Regions from separate parts of the Zea mays genome. Here region 2 is linked to region 1. A link is a contact called in public Hi-C data. All regions are on one chromosome and are shown on one strand. The core of a region is the stretch at or near the end of the contact, and the rest is flanking DNA. Distances in the headings are between cores, read along the strand shown.

Region 1 (3,865 bases), core at 856-3,355:
GTCAGCGGACAACAGGAGACGACCGGGCCGACGACTGTTTCTTGTGTTCTTCCTTGTAAAAATGGACTAATTCATATGAAATTCATGCGTTCTAAATGAGGCCTCAAGTTCAAGACCTGTCCGTGTTGTCGTGCAAGCATGGAGCGACGCGAGCGAGCGTAGTCCGTCTGACCTTGTCGCCGCACGGCAAGGTTGTTCATGGTCTGGCTACCACTCATCAGTACTAATCCACAGCGCATATAATCATTCAAAAATAAATCCGCAGCTCATAATCATATATACACATAGTTAACGAATATATACACATAGTTAACGAATCCCGACGGTAGCAGGTAGCGTCCCCAAATCGAGGCCTGAATTCCTGATTCATGTCTGAAGAATATACTGCTACCACCGAAGGCGGAGCACAAGTACAGTGCTGACGGAAGAGGAAGGATCCAAGTCCAACCGACGGAGGCCAGCGCCGCAACTGACAACTACCTCCGGCCTGCGGGAGTTGAATGATGAGCGCGAGCGAACGCCGCCGCAGGCCGCAGCGCACAAACGAACCCATCTCCCGATAAAACAAATTAAATCACCTCGGCAGTCGCGCCGCGCGGCAGCGGACAAAATTGAAGTCGCTGGTCAGAGTTCAGCGGAGCTGATATCCCCAGGTCGCCGTGTTTGACATCTTCCTCGCAAACAAAACTCCAAGCTCACACAAAGAATTCCTTAAAACTCTTGAAGCTAGCTAATACACTGTCATCGCCGACTAATGTGTGCCGCTCCAAACTTGGGCTAGTAGGAGTACAAACCAAAGCAGGCCATCCGAATAACCATTGAATTTCTTCCAACAAGTTTGGCTGCCTAGCTAGGCGCTAAGTGCTACTAGTACTGTACTAAACAAACATCATCATATCATCTTCGAGATTAACAAAATAATAATAATAATAATAATAACAAAGAAAGAGGAACTCTGGCCGGCGCCGACGACGACGGCGGCGAGGAAGCGTCATCGGAACCTACCCATATCGGCGAGCTTCCGGGACGCGTTGCGGCCGAACGACGCGGCGCCGCCGGCAGACGCGTGTCGCCGGTGGCTGTCTCCTCCCAGCGCGGAGGGGTCCGGCGGCTGGCACCGGCGCCGGCCGCCGGCGGAGCTGGGCCGGACGAGCGGGCTCAGGCACACGGCGAACCCCGAGATCCCGTCCCCGCTGGCGCCAGCGCCGCCGCCGTGCCGGCGGCGGTGCTGCTGCTGCCTTGCAGGCGACGGCGAGGGGAACCACCAGCTGCCGGTGCTGTTGCTGCCTCCGGGGGACTCGGGCTCCTCGTCCGGGAAGGACGCGGCTGCGGGCAAGTCGGCCGGCCTCCGCTTGCGGCGGATGATCGCCGAGAGCCACGAGGTGGACCGCCGGGGAGGGTCCTTCCTGACTACTGCCTCCTCCCGTCGTCCGTGCCGCCTGACGCCAAAGATCGCCGACAGAAAGGACCTTCTCGGCGCGGCCTTCCTCTTGCCGCCGCCGCCGCCGGTCTCCTCCCCGGGCTCGTCGGCGCGGAAGGCGGCCGCGGCGGGCCCGACCTGCGGCGTGCGGAAGAAGAGGAGGTTCGGCTGGTACCCGGAGCCGGAGGAAGCGCAGGCGTCGGAGCGCCGGTGCTGCGCGTACGGCGACACGGAGCGCGGGAAGCCCCCGGCCCTTCCCTCGGCGTGGCCGTGCTGCTGGTGGCGCCGCGCGCGCGTGGGCAGGTGCAGGTGCAGGGGCGGAGGCGGGCTGCCGCAGCTGCTGCTCCCGCAGCCCCCGTCGCTGCTGGCCTCGGCGGCCTGGGCGCGCTCGGCGGCGAGCGCGAGGAGGCGGTCGCGGAGGCAGGGCGCGCACACGCCCACGGGGTTGGCGTAAGGGTGGAGCTTGCACCTCATCTCCCACCGCTCATCACGCCGGGAGGGAGAAAGGAAGGAACGGAGGCAGATCGCGAGGCGCAAGAGACAGGAGCAGCGCGGTTGGTTGGTTTGTTGGTTGGGTTTTGGATTTTGGTGTAGCCTTTGTAGCAGCGGCGTTGTACCGCAGGGTAGCTCGGGTTTTCCTTGGCGCTGCCCTTGCGCCTGTCGGCCTGTGCGCTGGTGTACGCTATGCCTATGGGAGGAGTGGTTGGGCTGAGATTTATTTTGGGGGGAGAGAAGGACGGGGTGGGGCGCGTGTGGCCGGGACTCGGAGTCGGAGGTCGGAACCAAACGGTGGGACTACGGCGCAGGCTAGTCTAGTTCAACTTCCAGGTTCATTTTTTAAAATAAAAACAAAATAAAAATCAACTCTTCCATTTTCACTAACAAGACAAGAAGTAGCAATCTCTCGACAAATTCCACTTCAAACAATTGCGGTCTAGCGAACGAACAAAATTCATTCATCCATGACCATAATGTCCATCCACCTCGGAACACGGGGCTAGCTCTATGGAAAATCACACTGTTCTGCATCGATTATTTCCTCAAATGTACTGCGCCGCCTAAAACAAAAGCCACCCTAAACATGTGGATGAATTGCATGCCGGTCCTAACACGCGGCTAAAACGGGAAACCGTTTAAACGGAGTCATTGCCCGGTAGAGGTATATAGGACGTCCATATGCACAGGATTTATTGCCCCCCCCCCCCCCCCCCCCCCCCCCCCCGGTGTCACGGACGGACAAATTGAATACGACGGGGACAGTACAGGACACATAATGTGTGCTTATTAGTGAGGAGAAGGAATCATAGGCGCCGGCTTTTAATCACCTCCACCCGCTCCCCTCTCGCGCGTTTTAATCTTGGGACCGGATTCATGTTCTCAACTCAGAAGGTTAACCTTATAGCTAGAGAGAAGCTGTAGATTTGTGTTTTTGATCAGGTTTATAAGCTTATAGAAAAAGTGGACAACTCATCGAAAGCTTAAACTTAGGACAGGCTCTCTCTCGACGTGAAACATGAGTGAACGATAATTATTTTATCTAATTACGCTAAGCAGGATTGGAACTCGAGAACTCTATCTCTAGTTCTATACCGATAGTTCAATCCAAAGACCTAAGCTGATAGAGATCGAGATAAACAGTTCAATTATACTCTAACAATATATATTGTTCTGATTTTGATTAGTCCACGCATCTCGAGCAGGCTGGATTAGTCATCCTAAGAACACGACACTGTGTAACTAGGAGCCATATATATACACGTTATCTACTAGCGTTTCCGGTGAAGGCGTTGCCGGCGTACGTGACCTGACAGTCGGAACAAATGTGCTCCTACTAATCAGGTCTTGATCCGTCCTCTCGTTGCTGAAAGTTTCAAGGCCTGAAAAAGCTCGCCCAAACTGGATTTTTAGGCCATTGTTAGGAGCACGTGTACGTCACCATATGGATATACTATGGTCATCGGCTGTTCCGACCGCCTGTCCACATTTTGTTTGTGCAGTTCAAAGCTTGCAGGCATCGCTGCCAAGTCCGTAGACCACAGCTAGTAGCAGCGCGTAATGTGAGCCGCGCAAAAATTTCCGACCAATATTGATCGACGGTGGTAACAAGTACCCCTACTGCTTGCTAGTAATAACGGGGTTTGTTTGGTTGCCGCCCTAGCCTGACAGATCAATCTAGCCTTGGGCATCCAAAATTGGATGTCAGTCTGGGCTAGACAGGTTTTCTAGTCTTCAAATTAAACAAGCACTAATTGCTTATGTTACCTGTCGCGATCGTGATGCTAGTGCTGGAACAAGATCTATGGCCGCACTTTGGACTTTAGAGGCGTAAATACTGCACCATGCAAGCAGTTATCTTGGAGAGCAGTATTCGTTTCCAAATACAAGGGATATTTAAGAGATCATATGATACAACTCTAAAAACAACTTTAAAAGAAGCCTTAAACT
Region 2 (3,865 bases), core at 500-2,999, 180 kb after region 1:
ATACCCAATGCAGAGCAAAATAGACAAGGGCAGTACCAAAATAAAGCATGTTTATTTTCAGAGTTTGCAGCAGGCAGATTTCAGTAGCAGACAGTGCCATAATGGTTGCAGCTTGCAAGTTAGCACAATGTATTTGTTTCAAAAACATAACCACTCTTCGTTCTACTCAAGTAAGCATAGCACATTCATTTACATAATTACACTACAGTTCATATGTCCAAAATTTTCACTTAGTTCCTTCATCCAAGATAAGCAATAAAATAGAATGGTAAGATTACAGAAAACAAGAAACCACAAAGCACAACGTGCAATCATATAATAGATCGATGTCTAAAATATAAATACATTTCACATGCAAAGCACAAAATGCTTTTCGTTGGCACAAGTGAGTGTTTGGTCATGCACCAATAAGAGTTATGTCACAAAATCACTGCTTACCTTCTTCCCAGCCTCAACTTCACTAACATCAGCACCAACCGATAGAATCTAGCATGAACGAGAACGATACAATATTGTGGGACAATATCCTGCTGAAATTAACAATTATTACAGAAACAGTTAGTAGTGGCTTTAAGATCTTACCTCACCCATCAGATACCTCTCAAACTTAACAGCAGATTTCGGTAGCAATACACCACCAGCAGATTTCTGCACGAATAAAAAGTTGTCAGAACAATGAACTATATACAAGTATCAACTTCTAAAAACCTTCATCAGTGATATGCGTATGTGTACTCCTGTAATACAGTTTCATAGGATTGTATGGTAATTCAACTCCAGAAAAGGAAGGGTGCAACAGTTGCTTCTAACCTTTATAAATGACAGGGCCCTGCTAACATGTCAAACTAACCACACTTAATAATAGGAGCACTGCAATATCTCTATGCGGTGCAGTAAAACAAATTAGTGCAATTGTAGGTTGGGGGAAATACATGTGTGTTATCTTCAGTAAATCAATCATACCACTTCTTGAATAAACTCAGACTTCCCAAAGACATTTCAAAACGAAAGTGGCGGGAGTTGCTCTCAACTCTCAAGGCAGAGTAACTACCACGCTTAGGGTATTAACTTCGCCGTGCTTAGGCTTGTTTGAACAGACCCATTCCATCCCAATACATGTGAACTGGAGAGAGAAATGAACGAATTGCCCCTTCTCTTCTCTGTCAACTCCAACTCCTAATGGAAATTCCTAAAGTTTAAATTACTAATCCTGGCCTTTTTAAATCGAAGACTTCCTGTATTTTTTTTCTGATATACAGTGACTCATACACTGAATGTTTACACGGAGTGTTACGCTGAATGTATTGTTCCACTTGAAATGTTGAAGCGAGAGCAGCAAACCAACAATTATCAGCGAACAAATCTAAATAAAACAAAACAGGAGAACAAATGTACAATAATGGAACGCTGTGGATAGCGGAGAGACCTCAGGGATCTGCTGAAGACGGACGAGCACCCGGTCGTTCTGCGGTGCCACCTGCCCCTCAAAAAAAAAACGCCACACCGTTAGACATACACCACGAATCCGATCTAAAATACCTTGAAGACAAGAAAGCAGAGCGCATAATCACAGCAGCGAGCCCACCCACCTTAGCAGGGTCGTACTTAAGCGCGGCCACGCGCAGTCCGGCCCGGCGGGTTGGGGCAGCGCCCAGTGGCCTGCGGCTGATGCCGCTGCTGCCGGGTAGGAGGAAGGGCGAGGCGGAGACGGCGGCCAGGAGGGAGGGCGCCATTGGAGTGGGTACAAGGGAAGGGAAGGGAGTGTGGAAACTTCCACAGGGACGAATGGCTTGATAGTTGCGTCGCGGCGCGTGCGTTTCCTTATCTGCTGTTGGCTGTTGGAGTCAAGGGTGGATTCCTTCTCGATGGTCCCATAATTTTTTGGGGTGCCCTTATCTCGAAATGGGCTGAAATCGTAAGGAGGTGGAGGGGCTTTAGCACCGACATCGTTTCGTTTCGGCCCCATTATAATTGGTGCTGGCCTGATAGAACAATGGGCCTGACTGATGTGATGTCTAATTGTGCTCCGTAGAACAATGGGCGTGGAACGACGCAAGTTTTCTTGGTTGCGCTGCGCCTCTCATCACCTTGGTCTGCATTCCGCAAGAGTGTTGTTAGTCGTTGAATCTTAGCTCGTTCGTCAATTTCTGGGAAACGAGGTGCAGGTATATGCTCTCCTGCTAGCTCCTCATGTACGTTGACTTCTCCGGCGATTCCTGCTGCTTGTCAAGGTCCCGGGCTCCCGGCGGCCGCTGCATGGGCCGGGCTCGCGGAACGACTCCGCCGCAGTCGGCAGTCGGCAATGTGCGTGTGATGCGTCTCGTGATTTCCAGTAGTAGGCGCGGTGCGTGGCGTGGCTTGGCGTTGCATATCTGCACGACGGTTGCGTGTGCGTACGTGATGATGCAAATAAAGAGCGCCTAGCTCAGCTAGCGGAGGGCAGGGGGGCACTGCGCGCGGCATGCATGACGAAGCGCAGCGCCGAGGCGAGGAAGGCGTGGGCGGACCCAAGAGAGCAGCATGTATCCGACGGAAGAAGATAGGACGACCAGTCTTCCATCATGTTCACCGAGGTGCGCTAGCTGCTGCCGTTCGCGTTGGTACAGTACAGAATTGAGCCGCAGAGCAGAGTTTGCATCAAAGTGTTTGCCATCGGTCAATGACCACAACAAATTTGTTTACGTTCATCGACACGTCAAGTTTTTTTTTTTTTGACTCGACTGGATCACTGAACTCCAGCAGCGTGGCTGCGTGGCGTGGGGTCACGAAAATTCAGCTGCTCAAACTTCAAAAGCCCGGCGGGGGACCGTATATATGGATCAGCTGGAACGAAAGGAAAGTTAAAATTGGAAAAGAAAAGGAGATAAAGAGGAAATTGCAGAGTCGAGAAGCAGGCCTTTTGCTCTCTTTCCTTTCTTTCTTTTGGCCTTGTCTCTTGCCCTTGTCCCCCTAGGCCGTGAGGAAACAAGTTAGGTATCATGCTATCCACACTTATATTACTCTAAATTTTTACTTGAAAAGGAATATTTTGTTCTTGCCAGTAAGACTCTCTATCATATACCATAATTATTCACATTCATATTTACTTTATATCAAATATCATATATCTTATATCATTTATTTTCACCGCCACCACAGCATATACAACCAGTCAACCACATCACCTGCCACCCAATCACGTCATAGACCAAAAGGCCGCAATGAAGAGATTTTTAGAGTAAAAAGGGTCGAACTCTATACATGGCGTTCTCCGTGCCTTCTTACAGCCCGTCCGTACCAAAAATAAATCTGTCATGTTACCCGCACGAGTTAAAACATTTTTAAGTCTAACTAGGTCTATAGAAATTACTGGCAATATTTATACCCTTAAACAAATTTAATAAAAAAAATATTCAACTGTCTATTTTAAAGACGCTAATTATATACTGCAAGCATTAATATTTTTCTTCTGCACATTCAGTTTAAATCAGAAGTACGTGACTCGTCGGTAAGCGAGAAAGACACTTGTTTTTTGGAACGGATGCAGCTACGGATTTTGCGTCGGTTATAACGGTCAATATTTTCTAGTGAAATTTCGTGATCGATTTAATAGTACTTATTTAATTTTTTTTGTATCGATGATTGGTTAAACTTATTAACTAGACATGACACAATTGCATTGCATTCCTTTTGGAACGCGAGGAGTGTATGTAGCTGCAGGAGAGGCATGGGCATGGCAGTGGCAGGCAGAGTCGCAGAGAGGCCAATGCATGAGAAACAGCACTTGCTTTCACAGGGCACGGGCCACGGCAGCCGGGCAATGCCGTACCACATGCATGGCAAGCCCCCAATCCTTGGCTCTGAAGCATGTAGTAGGTACAGTTCA

Evidence for each region. Hi-C and Micro-C count contacts between places; a contact is called where the count stands out from the background.
Region 2: a contact with region 1 is called in a Hi-C map of ear, with 2.8 times the contacts expected there. The contact joins the promoter of LOC100381273 here to the promoter of LOC100275376 in region 1. A contact is called at or near these places in 2 of 25 Hi-C or Micro-C datasets (ear and tassel).

What each region holds. Positions count from the first base shown.
Region 1 is chr9:118,748,887-118,752,751 of Zm-B73-REFERENCE-NAM-5.0, forward strand. LOC100275376 reads right to left here and starts at 2,106. Exons shown (of 1, transcript NM_001149464.3): 1 at 219-2,106. The coding sequence starts at 1,894. The coding sequence ends at 992.
Region 2 is chr9:118,929,629-118,933,493 of Zm-B73-REFERENCE-NAM-5.0, forward strand. LOC100381273 (chloroplast chaperonin 10) reads right to left here and starts at 1,750. Exons shown (of 6, transcript NM_001327846.1): 1 at 1,590-1,750; 2 at 1,427-1,477; 3 at 583-648; 4 at 439-486. The coding sequence starts at 1,733.